7 separate regions of the Mus musculus genome follow, and all the other regions are linked to region 4. Evidence: chromatin contacts called from public HiChIP or PLAC-seq, Micro-C and promoter capture Hi-C data. All regions are on one chromosome and are shown on one strand. The core of a region is the stretch at or near the end of the contact, and the rest is flanking DNA. Distances in the headings are between cores, read along the strand shown. Region 1 has its middle 32 kb from the start of Ppp1r21. Region 2 overlaps Ppp1r21 (protein phosphatase 1, regulatory subunit 21). Region 3 holds the start of Msh2 (mutS homolog 2). Region 4 holds the start of Fbxo11 (F-box protein 11). Region 5 overlaps Ppp1r21 (protein phosphatase 1, regulatory subunit 21). Region 6 overlaps Msh2 (mutS homolog 2). Region 7 overlaps Foxn2 (forkhead box N2).

What was found. Promoter capture Hi-C pulls out the DNA fragments that hold promoters and counts their contacts. A called contact is a pair of places that touch in the nucleus more often than the background predicts. HiChIP or PLAC-seq counts read pairs in DNA pulled down with a chosen protein or histone mark.
Region 1: a contact with region 4 is called in a promoter capture Hi-C map of neutrophils. The contact joins the enhancer-like site here to the promoter of Fbxo11 in region 4. A contact is called at or near these places in 17 of 39 promoter capture datasets (the 3T3-L1 cell line, the C10 cell line, the HPC-7 cell line and 12 more), 9 of 484 Hi-C or Micro-C datasets (the HL-1 cell line, adipose-derived mesenchymal stem cells, bone marrow-derived macrophages and 6 more), 22 of 115 datasets of contacts at active chromatin or transcription factors (DN3 thymocytes, SST interneurons, astrocytes and 17 more) and 2 of 9 other capture datasets (adipose tissue and liver).
Region 2: a contact with region 4 is called in an H3K27ac HiChIP or PLAC-seq map of microglia, with 5 times the contacts expected there. The contact joins the enhancer-like site here to the promoter of Fbxo11 in region 4. A contact is called at or near these places in 9 of 39 promoter capture datasets (the 3T3-L1 cell line, the C10 cell line, cranial neural crest and 3 more) and 15 of 115 datasets of contacts at active chromatin or transcription factors (the 230-238 cell line, VIP interneurons, bone marrow-derived macrophages and 10 more).
Region 3: a contact with region 4 is called in a FOXA1 HiChIP or PLAC-seq map of pancreatic cancer cells. The contact joins the promoter of Msh2 here to the promoter of Fbxo11 in region 4. A contact is called at or near these places in 1 of 39 promoter capture datasets (the HPC-7 cell line), 3 of 484 Hi-C or Micro-C datasets (B cells, Th1 cells and uterus), 3 of 115 datasets of contacts at active chromatin or transcription factors (embryonic forebrain, memory CD8 T cells and pancreatic cancer cells) and 1 of 9 other capture datasets (pancreatic islet).
Region 5: a contact with region 4 is called in an H3K4me3 HiChIP or PLAC-seq map of craniofacial prominence, with 4 times the contacts expected there. The contact joins the enhancer-like site here to the promoter of Fbxo11 in region 4. A contact is called at or near these places in 11 of 39 promoter capture datasets (the 3T3-L1 cell line, the C10 cell line, the HPC-7 cell line and 6 more), 1 of 484 Hi-C or Micro-C datasets (bone marrow-derived macrophages), 23 of 115 datasets of contacts at active chromatin or transcription factors (the 230-238 cell line, T-cell acute lymphoblastic leukemia, bone marrow-derived macrophages and 15 more) and 1 of 9 other capture datasets (embryonic stem cells).
Region 6: a contact with region 4 is called in a Micro-C map of embryonic stem cells, with 1.8 times the contacts expected there. The contact joins the enhancer-like site here to the promoter of Fbxo11 in region 4. A contact is called at or near these places in 8 of 39 promoter capture datasets (the 3T3-L1 cell line, 3T3-L1-derived adipocytes, the HPC-7 cell line and 4 more), 3 of 484 Hi-C or Micro-C datasets (Th1 cells and embryonic stem cells) and 1 of 9 other capture datasets (pancreatic islet).
Region 7: a contact with region 4 is called in a promoter capture Hi-C map of the HPC-7 cell line. The contact joins the enhancer-like site here to the promoter of Fbxo11 in region 4. A contact is called at or near these places in 10 of 39 promoter capture datasets (3T3-L1-derived adipocytes, the C10 cell line, the HPC-7 cell line and 7 more), 17 of 115 datasets of contacts at active chromatin or transcription factors (bone marrow-derived macrophages, embryonic basal ganglia, embryonic fibroblasts and 12 more) and 1 of 9 other capture datasets (adipose tissue).

Annotation. Positions count from the first base shown.
Region 1 is chr17:88,496,791-88,499,922 of GRCm38.p6, reverse strand. No RefSeq gene overlaps it. Among named protein-coding and RNA genes, the nearest start is that of Ppp1r21, 32 kb to the left of the region's middle. Within about 2 kb of position 1,567, at least 34 of the 459 cell types and tissues checked have an H3K27ac peak or open chromatin away from gene starts, as enhancers often do. A contact at or near this core is called in embryonic stem cells, extraembryonic endoderm stem cells, neutrophils and 3 more, where this site is marked.
Region 2 is chr17:88,575,468-88,578,579 of GRCm38.p6, reverse strand. Ppp1r21 (protein phosphatase 1, regulatory subunit 21) reads right to left here. Exons shown (of 22, transcript NM_028658.4): 17 at 1,200-1,442. Among named protein-coding and RNA genes, the nearest start is that of Ppp1r21, 47 kb to the right of the region's middle. Within about 2 kb of position 1,674, at least 10 of the 459 cell types and tissues checked have an H3K27ac peak or open chromatin away from gene starts, as enhancers often do. A contact at or near this core is called in microglia, where this site is marked.
Region 3 is chr17:87,671,115-87,674,047 of GRCm38.p6, reverse strand. It overlaps Msh2 (mutS homolog 2), which reads right to left and starts at 1,516. Exons shown (of 16, transcript NM_008628.3): 1 at 1,242-1,516. The coding sequence starts at 1,452.
Region 4 is chr17:88,064,561-88,067,662 of GRCm38.p6, reverse strand. It overlaps Fbxo11 (F-box protein 11), which reads left to right and starts at 1,618. Exons shown (of 23, transcript NM_001081034.3): 1 at 1,618-2,654. The coding sequence starts at 2,411. Gm45950 (a long non-coding RNA gene) reads right to left here and starts at 1,538. Exons shown (of 2, transcript XR_385899.1): 1 at 1,096-1,538.
Region 5 is chr17:88,549,806-88,552,779 of GRCm38.p6, reverse strand. Ppp1r21 (protein phosphatase 1, regulatory subunit 21) reads right to left here. Exons shown (of 22, transcript NM_028658.4): 6 at 2,931-2,974; 7 at 2,024-2,118. Among named protein-coding and RNA genes, the nearest start is that of Ppp1r21, 21 kb to the right of the region's middle. Within about 2 kb of position 1,354, at least 109 of the 459 cell types and tissues checked have an H3K27ac peak or open chromatin away from gene starts, as enhancers often do. A contact at or near this core is called in the 230-238 cell line, the HPC-7 cell line, T-cell acute lymphoblastic leukemia and 8 more, where this site is marked.
Region 6 is chr17:87,698,279-87,701,041 of GRCm38.p6, reverse strand. The region is part of intron 8 of Msh2 (mutS homolog 2); the gene reads right to left. Among named protein-coding and RNA genes, the nearest start is that of Msh2, 27 kb to the right of the region's middle. Within about 2 kb of position 1,426, at least 45 of the 459 cell types and tissues checked have an H3K27ac peak or open chromatin away from gene starts, as enhancers often do. A contact at or near this core is called in embryonic stem cells, where this site is marked.
Region 7 is chr17:88,477,714-88,480,469 of GRCm38.p6, reverse strand. Foxn2 (forkhead box N2) reads right to left here. Exons shown (of 6, transcript NM_180974.5): 4 at 1,130-1,194. Among named protein-coding and RNA genes, the nearest start is that of Foxn2, 38 kb to the right of the region's middle. Within about 2 kb of position 1,274, at least 21 of the 459 cell types and tissues checked have an H3K27ac peak or open chromatin away from gene starts, as enhancers often do. A contact at or near this core is called in the HPC-7 cell line, where this site is marked.

The DNA of each region.
Region 1 (3,132 bases), core at 318-2,817, 430 kb before region 4:
GAAGACATTGTTCCCTGCAGAACTGACTCTCCTTTGCTGAGGAGTCAGCTACTCTGCAGCTTGGAGCCAGGTGCTCCATATTTCATTTCATCGGTGCCCTGGGAAAAGTTACTGAAATGTGACATGTATCTTTACTTTTAACCTTTCAGAAATCCTACTTGGATGGAAACTGTAGCAAATTCTTAGAGCACAGGCATATTTGGAAATACGAAAAGATAACAAACACATCCTCTAGGTTTGGAAAAAATTTAAATCTCTCCATAGCACCAGTTTGGCATTAATTTTCTTTTCTTTTTAAAGATTTATTTATTATTATACATAGGTACACTGTAGCTGACTTCAGACACCCCAGAAGAAGGCATCAGATCTCATTACGGGTGGTTGTGAGCCACCATGTGATTCCTGGGATTTGAACTCAGGACCTTTGGAAGAGCAGTCAGTGAGTGCTCTTATCCTCTCAGCCATCTCACCAGCCCGGCATTAATTTTCAACGGAAGGTGTTTGTTTTTTTGTTTGTTTTCTTGTTCGTTTGTTTATTTTGAGACAGAGTCTTTCTATGCTAACCTGACACTTGCTGCTTCGGCCGCCTGAGCTATCATTACTTATATAAGCCACGGGAGCTTTCATAAAACGATTCTCTTCTTTGAATTTACACTGAGAAGATAAAGACATAGAGTAAACCAAACTGTAAAAATAGCCGGGTATGGCGGCACATGTCTTTCATTCCAGCGCTTAGGAGGCAGAGGTAGGCCGATCTCAGCACTGAAGGCCAGCCTCGCCTACAGAGTGATTTCTAGGACAGCTAGAGCTACACAGAGAAAACTTGACTCAAACAAACAAACAAACAAAAAACCCAAAAAACAAAAAGTAAAACTAAAAATGTTTGTTAGAACTGGTTTATGATAATAGAAGGATCGGGAGTCACCTAGATGTGATTGGTCCCAGTGTGTACTGAACAATGAATAACTATAGCACATTGCATAGAATGCACCACCCATTACTTCTGTACTCTACCAGCTGCCTGCTGGAGGCCAGGAAGTAAACAAAAGGATATACTAGCAAATAAAACCATGAGACCTCATTCCACACACATGCCGTGGTTTTATTTATTGACGTGAAAATAAACCAGGTACATTGGAACACATTCATGATCCCCAAACTGAGGAGGCTGAGGCAGAGGCAAGAGGAGTCCCAGGCTAGCCAGGGCTAGCCAGGGCTAGCCAGGGCTAGCCATGAGACCTGGACTCCAACCACCAAAACAAAACAGAACAGAAACAATTAAAAAATACAAAAGAAAAAAAAGGGTAAAGATGGGTAAAGACAATTCACCTAGTGAACTAAAGCAAGCGGATTACAAACCTACAGGAACAACAGCAATAGCAGACATTCAAAGCAAATGGCTAACATCATGCTGGGAGCTTTACCCAGACTAAATGGCTTCAGTTAGATAAGAAAAGGACCCCTGTGTTTAAACCTAGATGTGGTTGTTTCCAGTGTGTTCTAAACAATGACTAACTAGCACATTCCAGAGAATGTACTACACAGTACCTCTGTGGTCTACCAGCTGCCTGCTGGGAGCCAGGCAGTTCCACACAGTGGAGAAAACTTAACTTCTCCTTGTGGTCAGTGTGTAAGCTTGAAGATTCAGGGCCTCTCCTTGCTCGGCTCCACCCGTTCTTACACAAGATTGGGTGCCTTAGAACAGGGGATGGGAGGTAGGGGCCTGGAGATGGACAGTCTACCGTGCAGGCACAGTCCTGAGACACAACTGGCTCCCGTGGAAAGCAGTGGGCCCTGAGGGACTCTCTGTGGGGCTTTGATGAGTTGCTCCTTAGAATCCTTGGTATAGATGTGTAGTCCTTACTTAAGTTGTTTATCGCTGTGACAAAAGACCTGACAGAAGGACTTAAGCAAGGGTTTGTTTGGACCGAGGGTTTGACGGTACATTTAGTTCCCTGGTGATTCTCAATCTCACCAAGACTAACCATCACAGATGCTGTCTCTTTGGTTGGAAGCTCTCCGTTAGCCGTGAGCCCAGGGTTTCCAACAGTCCCTTCCCCCTTTCACCTCCCCTCCTCTCTCCTCCCCTCCCTTCTACTCCCTTCTGCCTACCCACTCAGAAATCTTCTTGTGTAGTCTGTCTACTACAACCCAGGCTGCCTGCCTCCCTGAGTTCACTGGCCCTAGGAAAACACCTATCTTTATCTGCCCCCCCCCCACTCTTCTCTTCCTCCTCCTCTTTCTTCTTCTTCTTTGTCCCTGTGGCATGACATTGTCCTATCCAGTCTTCACTAGTAGGTGTCTTTTGTAAAAGGCAAAATTCACTCCCTAAATTCTAGGTCTCTGAGAGCCATCTTGGAAACTCCCCCTGAATGATCGAACTGGGGTGGAGGTGTGCTCTCCCCACCTGCCCCTCAGGAGGAAGTGAGACCCATGCTCTCTGAGTTCTCTAGCTCTTTAGCCCTGCAGAACCTGTTTGTAAATCTCACAGTCTTCTCTACATAGTTTGTAAGGGAGACATAACCCTTCAGTTATAGTCAGAAGTCTCAAAAAGGCTTAGATGGACTTAAACCAAGGTGTTGGCAAGACTGTGTGTTTCTTCTGGAAGCTATAGGGGGGAATCCATTTCCTGTCCCTCATAGCTTCTAGAGGCTGCCGTATTCCTTAGCTCATGACCCTTGTATCTTTAAGCCAGCATTGATAGATTGAGTCTTTTATATAGTTACTTCAGTGTTCTCATTCCTGACCCTTGCCCACACTTAGGGACATGGTGACCACACAGATAATCTACAATACAACTAGAAAGCTCATTTCCATACAGTACCTTCACTTCCTTTGCCATTAATGGTAATATATTTGCAAGTTCCAGGAACTAAGTATATAGCCACCTTGCTTGGCACACACTCAATATGTACCTGAGTCACCAGCCCAGCCTTTTGACAGCCTCTAAGAAAGACTGTGGAATTCCCTCAACAGAAAAGATGTGGATATGCATCTGAGTAAGAATTTTCATCAGTTCAGTGCATAGACCACTGATTGGTACCTCATTACTGGTAACGATAGCAGGCAAAGAGGCCTTTCCAATCTCTAAACACAACGTTTAGTTTAGAAAATTCCAAATAAAGGAGAATA
Region 2 (3,112 bases), core at 425-2,924, 510 kb before region 4:
CCCAACAAACTATCGGAAGAGCAAGAGGATGACGGGCTCTGACCCTGTTATATCATTTCCAAAGCAGTAGCCAGAGATGGCTGTATGGAGACCACAAATCTTACAACGTGCTGACTGAAAATCATAAACAAACACCGCATAAAAACTCAAAAGGAAAAGGCATACTTCAACATGGTGTTATGAAGCCATTAACATTTGAAACTTAAATATATAAGTTTAGGTAAATTATAGTACAACTCCATTTTGTCTGGCTTGCTTTTATAGATTAAGACTCCAAAAACAGGATAGAGGTGGCTCAATGGTAGATAGCTTGCCTCATATTCACAGACCCTTGGTTCAATCTTGACCACTACCACCACCCCTTAAAAAACAGAAAAGATGTCAAAAACAGGTATAACCACAAGATTTAAGCTACTGTCCTGGGTGGTAGGTTGGGTCGAGGGCAGAAGGACTTAAGGGGACAACTACTGGGTCATTCTAAGAGGGTTCTACTTTACTCTCAGTGGGTTCCACCTCACTCTCATAAGTTCTGACCATCAGGGAGGACCTCCAGCCGACAGTTCTCACACACTCTCAACCACCCTCAAGTGTACCATTCTTCTATCCCAGGCCTCTGACCACTCCCTTTGTAAAGACTGCATAGTGTTTGAGTGTGCTTGATCCAGAGAGTGGCACTATTAGGAGGTGTGGCCTTGCTAGAGGAAGTGTGTCATTGTTGGTGTGGCTTTAAGACCCTCATCCTAGCTGCCTGGAAGCCAGTCTTCTCCTGCCTGCCTTTGGGCTCAGCTCCTCCCGCTCCACGCCTGTCTGGATGCTGCCATGCTCCCTCCTTGATGGTAACGGACTGAGCCTCTATTTAAAGCAATAGAAACCGATATGTAATTTATATGGGCTTGTTTATGTCTCTCTAAACTCACAGGTGATGAGGAGGGGCTCTTGGGAGATGGCCTCCTGGACATTTATAAAACAGAGGCCCAGGCTGCTCATTCACGTATGCATGTGACAACATGGAGTGCAAAGACGGTCAACAGTGACACGGAAGTACACCCTGGGGAAGCCGGAAGTACACCTTGGACAGACACCTACCCACTCTTTGAATTTCCCGGCCTCCTGCTGTTCATAAGCCACCCAGTTTCTGCCATTTTGTTGTAGGAACAGGACTGGAGTAGGTCGGGTCTTTATCAAACAGGAAGACTCACCAGACTGGTGCTCTGCACAGGCTCTGTCAGGACCTTGGCTGCAGCCTCCTCCTGGCTGGAAGCAATGGGCACAGTCGCATTCTCCTGGGCCAGCCCAGGCAGCTGGGCACTGGTGGTGCCCCGCAGCCTGTCTGCAATCCGTTGGTTTTCTTTCTCCAGCTTGATTTTGGCTAACTGTGCTTCTAGCATCCAATGTTCTTTCTCCTGCTCCAGCTTAGAAATCTTTTCCAAACTCTGCTGAACCTATAAAAGCACCAGGGGTTAGAGAATGACAGGGACAGAATGTAGTGGGGACAGAGACTGCACAGAACAGGAGCCAGAAAACAACACAGACGAACACTATACAAGGGGACACCAAGGAACAACCTGAAATTCAAAAACTGAACCAACTATTTAAAAGGCTGTATCCATCAACAGCCTTGGTGGGAAGAGAGTTCAGACAGAGAAGTGTGCCTCTGAGTTTGCTGGCTCAGCACTTCTGTTAACAAACTGGAAGTGCGCACGTACAGTCCCAGCTCTAGGCACTGAAGAGAGGTAGGGCCCACGGGGCGACTTCCAGAGCAATGAGCGAGCTCTCTTGGGAAAAAAAGAAAAAAAGGTGGATATTGCCTGAGGAACAACAATGGCTCGAGCCTCCTCTGGCCCCCCTGGGCCTGCACACAGACAGGGAAAAGGAGTTCAAAGGTGAAGGCGGTTAGAAAATCATCCAACAAAGGCATGTTCCATAGAACACATGAAGAATCCTTCATGGACAGGCATGTGTTTCGGGGATCCTCAAAGCAGAAAAAGCCAGCAAAAGTGAAAACAAAGTCAGAAGCACTAGCGTATAGCACAGGCACCCAGGCCCTGCTTGTCACCAGGCAGTAAGGAGACGCAGCCTCTCACTGTGCTAGAGAACCAAGCACAAAGGCAGGTGTTGGGGGACACGTGAACTTTCCCCCATGAGTGATGAACGCAGGTCAGGCCAGAGAGAGCATATGCACGCTACACAGCAGAACTGCATTTGTAAAGGCTTCATATCGGCCAACAAACAAAACCAGTCTACAAAAATGAATTTAAAAAAAAAGAAAGACAAGAAACCAAGGCGATCTGCGGTGTTAGAATGCAAGACAAGAGGCAACCGCAATTAGAGGACCTGTGGAAGGCCTTGATCCTGGGGCACACCTTCCACAGCGAAGCACTACCCCTCCACACCGCACCCCCGACACACATGCTTTAGAACTTGAGGTCCTGGTTACGGTAGTGAGGTCACTTGTGAAAACTGTGGCATGCAGTAGTGATCTGGATACCTTTCTGTATGTTACACTTTTAATTTTTTTAAGTAATTTGGGAGGTTGGAGAGATGGCTCAGCAGTTAATAGCACTAGCAGCTCTTGCACAGGACCCGAATTAGGTTCCCAGCACCCACATCAGGTGCCCACAGAGGCGAGAAGAGGGCATCAGGTCCCCCTGCTACATGGGAGCTGGGAATCAGACCAATGTCCTCTGGAAAGCAGTCAGTGTGACGCTGGGTAGTGCTATGGAAAAGCAGCCAGTGTGAACTAGGATAGTGCTATGGAAAGCTGTCAGTGTGAACCATGATAGTGCTATGGAAAAGCAGCCAGTGCTCTTAATGACTATGCCATTTCCTAGTCCTGTGAGGAGAATTCCCCCTAAGTACAATAAGTCAGATATTAAAGTAAATTAAATAAATATCTGGCAAATCTAAATTGATCAGTTTATACCAATTTCTAAAAGAAATAGTGCCTTCCGCACCATCTACTGCCCCCGATTCCACTGACCAGCAAAGGGAAAGTTCTATTCACATAAGAGGAAAAACCTGACAAGCCCCTCCCTCCCTCCCTCCCTCCCCCTGCCTCAGTATTCTGACAGCCACTTGTAGTGCTACGACTGAGCAGCAACCATGACAGTAT
Region 3 (2,933 bases), core at 267-2,766, 390 kb after region 4:
TAGCAACCAAAAGGAACGAAGTGCTGATGACAGAGATAAGCCTTGAAGCTCTTCATTTACATGCTACATCCCAGAATATCCAGAGAAGGAAAACTAGAGGTCAGGACTGGGAAGATTGTGAGAGAACATTATTAATGGACACAACATTTCTTGTGTGTGTGTGTGTGTCACTCTTTAACTCAAGATAAAGAATAGCTGTCTAACAAAAACAAATTCAACTGGTTGTGAAGGCAGCAGACTATTACCTAGCACAGACCAGGCAGAAATACGATGTCTGTAACATCCATTTGCATATAACAGCATAAAGAATTAGAACTCATGCTGGGCGGTGGTAGCGCACGTCTTTAATCCCAGCACTTGGAAGGCAGGTGGATTTCTGAGTTCGAGGCCAGCCTGGTCTACAGAGTGAGTTCTAGGATAGCCAGAGCTATAACAGAGAAGCCCTGTCTCGAAAAACCAAAAAAAAAAAAAAAATTAGAACTCACAACTCCAAAGTATGATATAATGGACATTCAATGTAATTGAAAGAAAAAGCAACGGGGGTGGGTGGGGGAGAGGTTATTATGGTGATCAAATTAATCTTCCTAGGCCACAAATGAGTTCTGAAGCCTTTTAGGGAGAGATGATGCTGAGTGGTGAGAGCCAAGGTGGCAGAAAAAAAAAAGAAAGAAAGAAAGAAAGAAAGAAAGCTAGCTAGCTAGCTAGCTAAGCACAGCTTTCCAACTAGCTCAACCGCACTCAGCAAACAGTAGGGGATCCACAACTGAAATCCGGGCAGTTCAGCTCCAGGGCATATCCTAGGTCCTGACCACTTGGCGATACTGCCCTTCAGCAATGGTCCATCCCAGGTTCTCAAGCGAGACGGTTTAAAAAAAACAAAACAAAACACAGCCTATTGGCAAATGAGGGTGTCTTAAAGGAAGCTCTCAAAACGCCCTCCACTCCTCGCTCCTAGGCTGCGGGCTGTTATTGATTTGGAGGTACCCACGGTGACACAAGACTCTAATCCTATCAACTTGGGAGGCTGGAACTCGAGGCGTCCGAGGACAGCCTGGACTCGGCGGTGTGCAGCCGCCCAGCGCACTGTGCGGAAGCGAACCAAAACAAGATGCTAAACGCGTGGCCCGGGGAGGCAGCTCTCGGGCGGGGCGCTCCGCCGCAGCCCCACCGCTGCATGCGCCCAGGTTTCCGGCAACGCGGCCCCGAGCCGGCCCGGGCCCCGCCGCCGCGGCTGCCCTCACCTGCCGGCCCCATGTACTTGATCACGCCCTGGGTCTTGAACACCTCGCGGGCCGCCAGCAGCGCGTCCTCTCCGTGCGCCGTGTAAAAGTCGCCGCGGTCGAAGAGGCGCACCGTGGTGCTCGGCTTCTCCGGCATGCCCTCAAAGAAGCGCACGAAGCCCGCCTCGGCCGCGCCTTCCAACTGCAGCGTCTCCTTAGGCTGCACCGCCATTTCCGAGCCGCTCCACACCAACACCACTAGAGCACAGAGCGACCCTGCGCTGGCCGCGTCGTTTCCCGCCTCCCCAACCTCGCCCCCTAAACCTCGTCCGGCCTCTGTGGGCTCGCCCAATCACCATGCAGCGCTGCGCCCCGGTGGGTGGGAGTCTACCGCAGTAGCCAATCATAAGCGAGCAAGGTCCCAGCTTCCCGCGAACTCTAGGACTCTAGCTACTGCGCATGCGTCCGACTTCTGCAGCCTTGCAGGCCTTCCAGAGGCTGCGCTTTCAAGTCCGCCTGGTGGGTGGGTAGGTGTGCTAGGCGGGGTCAGCTAGGAATTTGTTTTATCAAGTGACCGGAAACGTAAGAGTGAAATCACAAAGAACTTGTAAACAAAGAACTATCTTTTTTCCCCCACCCAGCCTTGAGTGTGCGTTATACACTTGCAGTGCAAACTGCCATAGGTAAAATTTCAGGTATATTCTGCACAACCTCTTGCTGACCCAGTTTTGCATTTCGCCCATCGGTTGACGAATTCATCCAATAGACACTTGGCAAGCCGAGCGTGGTGGCGCATGCCCTTAATCCAAGCACTCGGGGGGGCCTCTGAGGCCAGCCAGGTCTACCAATCGAGTTCCAGGGAAGTCAGGACTACACAGAGAAACCTTGTCTGGTAAATAAATAAATAAAGGACAGATGGGGGCTCAGCACCTTGTCTGGTAAATAAATAAATAAATAAATAAACAAATAAAGGACAGATTGGGGGCTCAGCAGTTTCCTAACTTCCTAATGTTTTCATAGTCGCCTACCTTGAGTTCAGTCCCCATCACTAGTGTAGCTCATCATAACTGGTAACTCCAGATCCTCGGTGTGGGTGGAGGAGGTCAGGTGCAGACACTTATTAATTTAAAGAAAAAATATATATATTAAATGTGGAAACGAGTAGGGTGACACACACTTGAAACCCCAGCTCTCAGGAGGTCAGAAGGGCCAAAAGTTAAAAGTGGGTCTGGCAAGAAACACAGTACAGTATTATCCTTGGCTACGCAGCTGGAGGTCAATTTGGGCTACCAGAGACTGCATCCTAAATAAATAAATAAATAAATAAATAACCTGCTTTGGAGTTCTAAATAAATAAACATCCTGCTTTGGATTTCTGTGTAGCAAGACCCTGTCTCAATAAAGAAAAGGGTGGAGGCGGGGGAGGTAGAGAGGTTGCATCTGGTTTTTCTTCCGTGCTAGTGAATGGATGCAGACTGCACACTGTTTTAGAAGTAGATAAACAAACACACAGAAAGATGGAGACTAAGAGGTGTAAACCGACAGGAAAAACTGCAGGGTTATAAACATTCTTAAGGGCTAATTAACTGATTAAGATGTGATTGTAGGGAGCTGAAATATTGCAAGCCCTGAGCCAAATTATCTTGAGCTAATTGTAGTCCCCTAAAGAGCTACTATTGCCCACCTCTGTGTTTACCTTAACAACCTTGTGAT
Region 4 (3,102 bases), core at 369-2,868:
GCTGGGACTGAAGTGAGACCTCTGGAAGGACAGCCAGTGCTCTTAAGGGATGAGCCATCTTTCTAGCCCCTCAAGATATTTTTCAAATAGCTGTCTTCACATACAGGTTTTGAAAAGATTGTGAGTCTTTGAAAATCACATGACCAAAAAAGAAAAAAAAAAACCCAGCAATTGTACATCATATGATAGGTTATTATTTAAATGGCAGGAGATGTCTGACATCTAGAAGGGTGATTTGCCAACAGTGGTGGCGAATGCCTTTAATCCCAGCACGTGGGAGGCAGAGGCAGGCGGATTTCTGAGTTAGAGGCCAGCCTGATCTACAGAATGAGTTCCAGGACAGCCAGGACTACACAGAGAAATTCTGTCTCAAAAAACCAAGAAAGAAAAAAGAAAAAAAAAAAGAAAAAGAAAAAAAGAAAAAAAGAAAAAAATCTGTAATTTACACATAGCACAATACCGTAGACTTACCTCTCCTGTGCGTCCCTTAGAATTCACTTTTCTCCCTCCCTTTCTGAAGCTTTGTAATGTTTTATCTATCTTAAGCCTAGAAAGCAATCAATGAAATTCAAGTAGAAAATCACTGACAGCTCCGAAATGAGGGAATCCAGAGATAAACCACTAGCTATGCAATAAGGAATAGTGAGCGGAGTACATTTTCAGTCTTCATAACGGCGGCCAGGGAATAGAAACACATTTTCCTTGGGGAGAGATTGTGCTAAGGGGACCAGACACAGATACAAAAGATTATTCCTCTCGGGGGTTTATCTTTCTTGACTTCGTGGGACCTAAAACAAAACCAATATAATCCATCACAACCTCCACCCGTTTTATTTTACTTCTTCCGGAACACCATGTAGACCACTTGCCCCCCCCCCCCCCCCAAAAAAAAAGCCTAAAGCAAACTAACTTGGTTAAAGATCTAAAACATTCTGAAAGTTTGGGCGACAAAAGCTGGAACCGACTCCAGACTCTCTCTTAAGTTCTCAGCAGAGCCGAAACAAGATTTCTTAAGGTTTGCAAATAAATCCCTTCAGCTGGACTAAAAACGCACAGAGCCTGGAGCGCTCCCTACAGCTGAGAGCTTGAACCTACCGAGCCCAGAAATCCGGAGTTACCCAAGACGGAGTCCCTCACTCCTTGTGGCGTTTAAGAGAACCAGGTGAAGGTTGGGGTGGAGGGAGGCTGAACCGGCAAAAGGCAGGATTAATCACTTCTCCCAATTGCATCAGCAGCCCCCGCCCTTCCTTCAGAGCACCTCCTATCCTAGAACCTTCGCTACGTACTGCCGCTCCTTCGCCCACCCCCGGCTCCATTATATGCCCTGATACCTCCCCATTATCACCCGCCCTGCCACACTCCCCCCTTTCCTCTTTCCTCCTCCTCCTCCTCCGTCGGGGAAGGAGGAAACCCGAGAGAGGAAACAGGGTGTTGGAGGAAGGGGGCTCCGCGATAAGAGAGGAGGCTCCATTGGCTCCGACACCGTACGGGCGCTTCCCATTGGTCAGGCCCCGCCGGAATCCACGCCCCCTCTGTCCCCGCCCCCGCCCCTCCCCCGCCGGCTCGCGGCCCTCCCCCCGCGCCCCCCGGCCAGCCCCGCGGCGGGGAGGGACCGACAGGGCTTGAGCGGAGAGGCTCCGGCGGTGTCAATGGCTCCTCCTGCCACGGAGCAGCAGCAGCAGCAGCAGCGGCAGCAGCAGCAGCGGCAGCGGCGGCGGCGGCGCTGGGGCTGAGGAGGGAAGGTTCCTTTAAGGAGGAGGAACGACGACGCCTCTTTTGCCCCTATCTCCTCCCTTTTACACTCATTTCCCCTTCGCCGAGGGTGGGGGTGGGGGGGGCGGAGGAGAGAGAAGAGGCCGAAGAAAGAGAAAATTCCTCGCAGGGCGCTCTTTCAGGGGGTGTGGGGGGAGGACGAGGAACGGAGGAGCCGGGCGCCCCCCGCGCGCTCCCGCCCCGCTCGGCTCGCCCTCTCCGAGATCGCCCGTCCGCCCACTCCCCCCGCCGCCGCCGCTGCCGGAGACGCCGCTCGGGAGTCGGCGGGCCCGGCTCGTCTGCTCGGCCGCCGCCGCGCTTCGCCTCGGGCTCCCCAGGCGGACGGACGCCCTTTCTTTCTTTCTCTTGCCCGGCCCGTCTCTCTGTCTGCGTCCCTCGCGGCCGCCCCGCCCGGCGGCCTCGGCCTTGCCCGTGCGCCAGGCCCGGCCGGCGGGCCTCGCTCAAGCTCCGGTGGTGCCCCCAGCCTCCCCGCGGAGCCGGGGGAAGCTCACGCCCGGTGGCCCCCCGGTCCCCGCGTCCCCGGCCGCCCCGCTCCTTCCCGCTCCCCACCCCCTTCCTCCCCGGCCCCGGAGCTCGCGGTGCGTGTGCGCGTGAGTGTGTGTGTCCCTCCGCCAACGCCGCCACCTCAGCCCGGCAAATGAACTCCGTCCGAGCCGCCAACCGGAGACCCAGGCGAGTGTCGCGGCCGCGCCCGGTGCAACAGCAGCAGCAGCAGCCCCCGCAGCAGCCGCCGCCGCAGCCGCCTCAGCAACAGCCGCCGCCGCAGCCGCCCCAGCAGCCGCCGCAGCAGCAGCCCCCGCCGCCGCCGCAGCAGCAGCCCCCGCCGCCGCCCCCGCCGCCTCCGCCGCCGCCTCAGGATCGGAACAACGCCGGCGAGAGGGGTAAGGCCGCGCTCGGGGCCTGGCTGGGCGGGCGGGAGGCCGGGCGGGGGCGGCGGCGGCGGCGGCGGCGCGCCCGGGGTGGGAGACGGAGGCCGAGCGGAGGCGGGTCCCACCGTGCCGCAGTGTTCGCCTGGGCCCGGCCCGGCCGGGCCTGGCCGGCAGGAAAAGCCGCGGCTGCGCGATCCGCCCGGGCTGCGGCTCAGGCCGCGCTTTGTTTGGTTTCGGGGCTGGCACCCTCCGTCCCCACCCCTCCTTGGGGCTTCCCGGCTGGCTCGCCCACCCCACGGGAGTCTGTTCGCGGCCGGGGGCGGGCAGGAGGGTGGGATTTCCCCCCTTTCTGCGCCTGGCTCGATCTGGGCTCCCCCTTTCTCGTGGTAGGTGGGGGGACGGCTGGCTGCGTGGGGCGGTGAGGCTGGCCGGGGAACTTGTTTTCCCCTTCTCTGTGGGC
Region 5 (2,974 bases), core at 105-2,604, 490 kb before region 4:
ACTTCTGTCTGCACTCCCCGTGCTCTGCCCCTCCCCCTCCCCTGCCTCCCCTAACCACTCTCCTCTTCCACAAGATCCTGTCCCTCCCTGCTCACTCAGGCCCACATTTCCATGTCGGCTGACAGAAGCCCTCCCCCCTCCCACTCTATGCTCCAGACTAACCGTGTAGGTGCAGAAATCCCAGGACAGGGGCTCAAACAACTCTCCTTGCACCTCAAAGCCGTGTAAATAAGTAAATAAGTCCTAAGTCCTTACCCTAGAACTGACTGGCCATTGTCCCTCACATCCCCTGACCGGAGCCTACTGCCACAGTTAACTACCGTTCCTCAGACATCACGGTAGTTTGCATCCCATATATTACACTCTCTGAAATTCCCTGCTTCTCTTCCCTTGGTTCTTTCCTGCCTCCTCAAAAACAAACAAACAAACAAACAAAACAAAAACTGGCTCTTGCATGCAAGTCTGGATACTTCCTCTGAGAAGGTTGCTCCAATCACCCACAAGACTGAGGGCGCCTTCCCTTCCCTCGAGACTCCAAATGGTTCTGTACAGCAGAGTCGAATCTAAGCATCTAAAGACAACCAACCCACAGATGGTGTGACAATAGTCTAAAACTGGACGACAAGTAATTATTGGAAACGGAAGGATACGTGCATATGATCCAAAAGTTGCAATACCCTCTCATTAACTGACACAGAGAGTATTGAGGAAATGACCTACAGGGCTTCCCAGCACAGCCGAGGTGCACTGCCATCGCTCACCTTAATGTAGAAGCTGGTAACAGCACTGTTGTCAAGGGGAAATTTAGGCTGCTGATACAGAAATGGCCTATGCTGATTTAATTATGTGCTTGTGTGTCTAGCCTCCATAAACAATTAGTCACAAAAACAATTACAATACACATCTGTGTAGCACGTGCATGCTCACAGCATCAGATCCCCGGAACTGGCATTATACAGTTGTGAGCTACTGTGAGCATGGTGGTCACAGAGCCCAGGGCCTCTGAAAGAGTACTTGGTGCTCTTGTGTCCAGCCCTCTCTCCAGCCCCTGAACACTGATGTCAGTGCCTTCAAAGCACTGTTTTATCTTCCCTTTCCTCTTTTTTGTTCCCTCTGGGCTTTTCTAAGAAAAATTTAAGGGAACTGAAAATTGAATTTCAAACATAGCTATAGAAAAAGGAAGCAAGTATTAACTTGACTAGAGGCTTCACATTTAAAGTTTCTTTTAAATGTTTTTATTTTTCTAATTTTTAAAAACTCATTTATTTACTGGAGCAGGTGAGAGCAAGCCCTGACTGCCACGGAGATGGAGTCAAAGGACAGCTTTGCTGAGTCAGTGCTCTCATCCTGCCATGTGGGTTCTGGGGACTGAACTCGGGTGTCAGACTTGGCAGCAAGCACCTCTGCCGCTGAGCCTTCCCACTGGCTTCCCAAACAAATATTTTCTTTGCTTTCAAGAGTTTCACTTCATTCTTACCTAAAGGCTAAATATCTAAATAACGGCACATGAGTGCTCTTCCAGAGCACTGTTTAAGTTCTCGTTTGTCACTTCAGGATGTGGAAGCTACGAGGTCATCCCCAGGAATGGGAGGAAACAGAAGCTAGGCTTTGCAACAGCTTCCTGTCACTGGGGACTCCCCAGAGGCAGAAGCTAACAGGCCAAAAAGACACATCTCACTGTGGGCATTCGTACATACCCCCCAAACCCACTGAACAATTTCTCTCATGCAAATGTCCAACCACTTCATATGCAGGTAGGTTTCACCTTGGGATATGGGAAATGCAGTTAAAAGCACGCACTGGCCATCTCCCAAGAACACTGGCTTTGGAGCACTCCAGAGATAATTTAAGAAAGAGCCACAGCTGATCAGGAGAGCCAGGCAGAGCCCTCCACTGGGTCAATCTGGGTGTTTGTTTATTTGTTTGTTTAGCTGAGAAGATTAGAAATTATCTTAATTTATTGGCTACCACAGATAGACTCAAAGATACAAATAACAGAAACTTACGTTTATGTAATACCTACTTGTATCATTAAAAGGGACTTTTTCATTGATGATTGATAAGGATTCCTCTAATCTACCTGACAAATCTTCATGAAGATTCTTTAACTGTAATTGACTGGAAGAAAAAAGAACCCACAAAACCACATTATTACCAATCAGTGAATCGTCAATTGCTTGTTACCCCAAGAGCTGGCAACGAGCTTTCAGACAGCTGAGCCAACATCTGGGACACTCTGCTGAGAGCTGTTCAAAGGTGATGGCGGCACCAGCCCCATGCAAAGCCGCAGGGACTTCTGGGATCTGCCACGGCTCCAGTCTCTTGCACAGCCTGAGTCATAGATTTACTCTCTGCTACCCCTGTGCATTCAGCTATCCCTGCACAGTTTTTAAGTATTATACCAATTTATTTTTTGAGTTCAAAGGCTGATGATTTCTGTTTCATTGAGCACAGATAAATACCAAGAAGAAAAAGAAATAAAAAAACATTAAGACTATGAATGTCTTTAGTACATTGCTTTGCAATGCTCTGAGGTTTAGAAACCTCTCAATTAGATCCTATAACTTCAATTTTATTCAAAATATACCATAAAGAAGTTGGCATTGCTTTGTCGGGTTTCCTGCTGAGGAATATTAGGCAGTCCCTGTCCCAGGAGAGTCAGAAACACAAATACCCAGTCCAGTCCAGGAGGCCTGAGAGTAAGACTTCCCAGACCTTCTGCAGAGGCCAAGCAGACACTACTTTGTCAGATGCTGCGGCCCCACCCCACAGTGACCTGCTCCAGTCTTATCAACTCAGAGACAGAAAAAAAAAAAAAAGAGAGAGCTAAAGAGAGCCTGGGCTGCGTCTGATCTCAGGGCGGGCGGCTTAGAGCTCATGCTCCCACATTGTTCCCTTAGAGCCCGTGTTCCCACATTGTCCCCACACACCATTCTTCTGTTCGCAGTCGACATTCCTTGGCCTCCTTTTCTAG
Region 6 (2,763 bases), core at 177-2,676, 370 kb after region 4:
TGGGCCAAGCATATTCAAACCATCACGGAGGAGAAGTGGAAAGAAATGCATTGGATATGTTCAAAATAATGGTATAAACATATGAAACTGTCCAAAAATCTTTAAAAATTAATATAATTCACTGAAACACAAAGGAAACTGTTTAGTTTTTTTTTTTTTTTTTAAATCAATGCCTTTTTGGAATTTTGGCTTAGGATAGTTTTGATCTACATTTCTAAAATAGGAAAAAGAAAAAAAGAGAGGACTTATGGAAAGCAGCCACAGAAACACTTACTTGGGGGGTGGTGTGAGGGAAGGGCACAGGAAGCATGCCACTGTGTAAATGAGACCCTCCATCACGTGAACTCCTAAGCACAGCTGGAGCACAACCAGGCTTTCAAAGATTAGACATCAACAACTGAGAGTCCCTGGAGAATTTCTGAAAGTAGTTCTAAAAATGTAATCTGGATGTCTAAATCCACTACAAATCTCTGCGACGATGACGGTGATTTGAACTTGCCTTATAACCTGAGATACGGCTAGAGGCCTGCCTAGGTCTGCCCCCAGGAGTGCAGCCTTTAATTAGGACTGTGACTATTTAAGACCGTTCTACACTATAAACTGTGAGTGTCCCCAGTTGCAGTAACTGAGGAGTAACTGCTACTGGCCACAGCAGCCCTCCCCAGCCTGCAGTGCTCACCCTGAAGGCCCCTCCTCCTTCTGGAGGGTGCTGACGTGCGTGTTACGGATTGGATGCAAAGGTTCCGGCAATAGGGAGCCACAGAACACCACCAAGTCACACTGCACAACACACCTCACATAAAGAATGCAATGGGAGGAAAAACCCCACCCAAGAGGGCAAAGCCCCAGCAGAGGGAGGGGGGCATGGCCTGGCCTCACGGGGTCAGCTCCCAGAGTCGTCTAGAAGCCTGGCCGTGAAGGTCTCTAGGGATGGACTTACTGGCTATCCCTTGCCACTCAAGTTAGTATGACCGGCCAAGAGCTAATCCCCTTAACCTTTCTGGCTCTAGAATGGCTACCGGTAGCAGTTGAGCCAACATCCTGAGCCCTGCCATTTGCCATCAAGCGGTTTTCTCCACTCAAGAAATAAGCCAACCAGCAAAGACTGGACAATGGGCACTGCCAGATCTAAAATCAATCCCCAAACTGTCTGCTGAGAAATTTAGCTAAATTGGGTCCACCTCAGAACCTGGCTAACACATCTGGCTCTTTGCTCTGTGGCCTGATCTCAGTATGCTCTAGATAACCAATCTAAATGGCCACCAGAAGGCACTCTGTAAACTTTAATACTCTCCATGACCTTGAAAATGTCTGCATAGGGTGTGAGCTCCCGACTGTTCAAGTTTTTGGGGAGTTGCACTTCTGTGTCCAGTGCTTGACATCCCGTCTCGCTGGCCTTTTACCCGGGGACCTGGACCCTGAGTCATCCACCAGGACTGAGCTGCCTGAGTCACTGGCTTCCCCGCCCTCTCCTCCCCTCCCACTGCTCCCCTTCTAACTTGCCACCTCCCCTTTCTCAACCTTCTCCCCATCCTCTTCCCTCCTCCGTGCCGACTCTGCCCCCTCCCCTTCTATGACCCCGAAACCCACACCCTAGTCTGCCCCGCCTGAATTCTCCTCCCCTGTGGCTGCTTACAGCACTCTGGCAGACTCCGCCCTCCTCTGCCCACTCCAAGAGGTGGCAAGGGCTGAGGGACTTGCTCCAATTCCCGTTCCTTTCTCCCTACACCACCTCACCCAGACTGAAAGGTGGTGAGGCTCCTTCCCTGCCAACCTATCCATCTAGAGTAAAGAGTTCCACTACCTTTGCCAGGCCTCTGACCTCTGACCTGTACATTACACGGGGTTCCACTCTCATTCCCGGGTAGGTTCGGGCGTCTGGCAGGAAGTATGCAGAGTAGACCCAGTGGACAAAACAGTCCCTAGTGGGTGACAAGCCAAGGTCAGCTAAAGAACCCAACTGGGATTACCAGCCGGGTTAAGGTGGCCACCAGAGGAGGGAGCTTATGACCTATTGCCTCCTTCAGGGAATGGAGTTAGACAAGAGTCAACTAAAGTTGACTTTGGTAAGTTCCATGAAATTACGCAGCAAGCTGACGAAAATTCCGCCACGATGCAGTACCTGCCTGGACTCAGCCTCCACAGCAGAGGCCACGGTCCTCGCTACCCATTTTATTTCTGTCATTGCAGAGAGAATATTTTCGGTACTGTATAGACACATCACCTGTCAATTTAAAAAGCCTATGGCTTAGGCAGGAAATGGGAAGCGGGCTATCTGGGAGGCACAGAGAATTCTGGTACAGAGCCAGGCACGGGAAGATTCCCGCGGGGAAGATGGAACAAGACATATGCATAGTACCTGAGCACAGGTAACCAGCCATGTGGCAGAATGTAGGTTAAAATAACTGGGTTATCTACGTTATGATCTAGTCAGAGAAGAGCCAAGGTATTTGTAAATATATTTTGAGTCTGAGTCTTATTTCTGGGAGCATGGGAGGAAGCAGTCGAACCAAACCTAACTTCTACAAGTCCTAACCACAGAGTTGGAAAGAAACTAAAGAAGGAAGAGGATGGTTCTCAAACCCCAGTACAGACGCTGATGAAAATGGCTTCTAAAGCCTTTAAAAGCAAAGCAAAGGAAAAAAAAAAAAGCCGGGCGTGGTGGCGCACGTACGCCTTTAATCCCAGCACTCGGGAGGCAGAGGCAGGTGGATTTCTGAGTTCGAGGACAGCCTGGTCTACAGAGTGAGCTCCAGGACAGCC
Region 7 (2,756 bases), core at 25-2,524, 410 kb before region 4:
ATAGAGAGAGCGTGTTCTCTCCAAGTGGAGCTCAGCCTCTGCGTGTCACATATGCGTACCTAGGTGAGCACTCAGACAGGTAGATGTGGGGACACTGGTAAGGGCCCCCTGAGAAGGGAGAGCGATAGAGACGGTAATAAAATAAACACGTGTGGGGTGGATGAGCAGGGTGTGGTGACACAGCCTGTAATCTCAGCCCTTAAGCAGCAGCATCTGATGGATCGCTGTGAGTTTGGGGCTAGCCTGTCTACCTAAGAGTTCTAGGCCAGCCAGGGTCACATAGACTGTCTTACAAACAAACAAACAACAATAAAAAACAACCAATCAACCAACAAAGACAAAAAAGAAAGTTAGAGCATTGGAGATGGAAGAGTTAGGTGGGGGCGGGACAATGGTGGACAGGAGGAGTTAGGGAAGATCAGCCAGAACCCATTAAATATCAAAATGCCATAAAAATTAAAGTGGTGGTGGTGGGTAATAGCCCCAAAATTCCTTTATAAGAAGCCAATTCACTAGTCCAAATTAAAGCCCTTTAGTCTAAACTTGTAAAAAATATTCTGAACGGGTTGGTGAGATGGCTCAGTGGTTAAGAGCCCTGACTGCTTTTCCTAAGGTCCTGAGTTTAAATCCCAGCAACCACATGGCTCACAACCATCTGTACAGCTACAGTGTACTCATATACATTAAATAAATAAATAAATCTTTAAAAAATATTCTGAACTATATCCTAATCTATGGGATGGTAAAATTCTTTAGCACAAGGTCACAAGTACTCCTGCAGCTATAGTAGATACTATGTCTCAAAATATTATTGTTCTCTTTCTTCTTCAACTTTTTCATAAATGTTGCATTATCATGGGCCACATAATATTAGGAAAAAGTAACTCCAATGAAAATATTACTAAGAAATTAAATGCCACATTCAAGGAAAAATATACATAAAACCAATGAAGAAGAGGATAAAATGCCTGTGCACTATGAGTTATTGGAGGAAAACATGCATTTACCACACCAAATGTCGGTAAAAGAGGACTTTTACTTTTTCTCCAGAAGTTTATTTCTTATTCTCCTACAACTCCTAGATCTCATTAACAATGCTCCGTGACCCAGCACGGCGGCTCGCACTTACCTTGGAGAGTTTGCACTTGGCTTTGCTTGAGAGCAGAGCTTAAGCAGTGAGGTGATAAAGCAGCACTGAAAACGGAAGAGAAGACACACTGCTTACTTGCTATCGTCTCATCTCCTACAGAGCAGAGCCTAGTCATAACCCACACACCCTGAAACCCGCACGCAGCATCTGCCTCGCTCCCTCTGCTAACGCACGAAGGCTAGAGAGTCTGCTCAGGGAGGAAGTGTGCAAAGGGCGACTCTCAAAATAATTATATGGTCACCGTTAGAACAAAGAAGTTTTCTCACATAGTATTTTTATATCAATTATAAATTGATGTGTTTTAAATGCCTTGAACAATGAATAAATAAAAATTTAGTTTTTATATCACATATTTAAATTTGGTATAACGCTAATAGGAGTGAAATTCCAAGAGATTTTTAGTATAAAAATGAAAACTTTTGGGGGGTTAGGGGATTCTCTTTGTGATTATAGAGAATAATCCTTTAAAGTGAAATTAATTCCTATTCAGTTTCTACATAAATGCCATCCTTTTTCCCATAGTTATAAATTATGGGAGGGTTACACAAAAACATCTCAGAAGGAAACAGCAAAACAGAATAAAAAGCTTTAAAATGTTTTAAAGCCAATAAGTAACAAACCCCATGCTGTTATGCAATCTCCTTTAAAAAAAAAAAGGCAAAAATCACTTTTGTATAATACTTAAAGTTTGTTTTTTCAAGTCTGAAAGGTTATTATTTTATATTAATTTGCATTAATGTATTTAATGAAATACATTATAATGATAAAGCTAAAGATTAACCAATGTAAATAAAGACATAGTGAGGGCTGGAGAGATGGCTCAGTGGTTAAGAACACCGACTGCTCTTCCAAAGGTCCTGAGTTCAAATCCCAGCAACCACATGGTGGCTCACAACCACCCATAATGAGATCTGACACCCTCTTCTGGTGCATCTGAAGACAGCTACAGTGTACTTAGATACAATAATAAATAAAAATCTTAAAAAATATATATTTAAAAAAAATAAAAAATAAAGACATAGTGAAACATATTTGTGATGTCTTACAAACAGTGCCAGTCTCCCACTTTATCTTTAATGAAGAGCATAGCTAAATAAATCAACTATTAACGATACTTCTTTTAGCTCCAAACTGCTAATCAGAATAGCACACAGGCACCAATGTTAACTAAAAAGAACAACTCAATTCCAAAGCCGTGATCTCTCTCTCTCTCTTTTTGGTGTTGGGTTGGTTTTTTTTTTTTTTTTTGAGACAGGGTTTCAACAAATAGACCAGGCTGGCCTTGAACTCACAGAGATCTGCCTCCCTTTGCCTCCTGAGTTCTGGGATTAAAGGTATGCAATACTACTCCTGGCTCCAACCACTTCCTTAAAACTCTTGTTTGATAAGGATACACATCCTCCTGGTTCCTTCTATGCTGCTGAGGTAATGTCCCAGAAGTGAGGCTGCTGACATTGCAACTTCACTCTCCTGGTTGTTTACAACATTCAACCATAACCTTTTGTTAACAATTCTCAAGAATTCAAATAAACTACAATAGGAAATTCTCAATTTGTTTCAGTGAGATTTCATTTTAGTTTTCTTCCTCTGTATGTATTTGAAAATT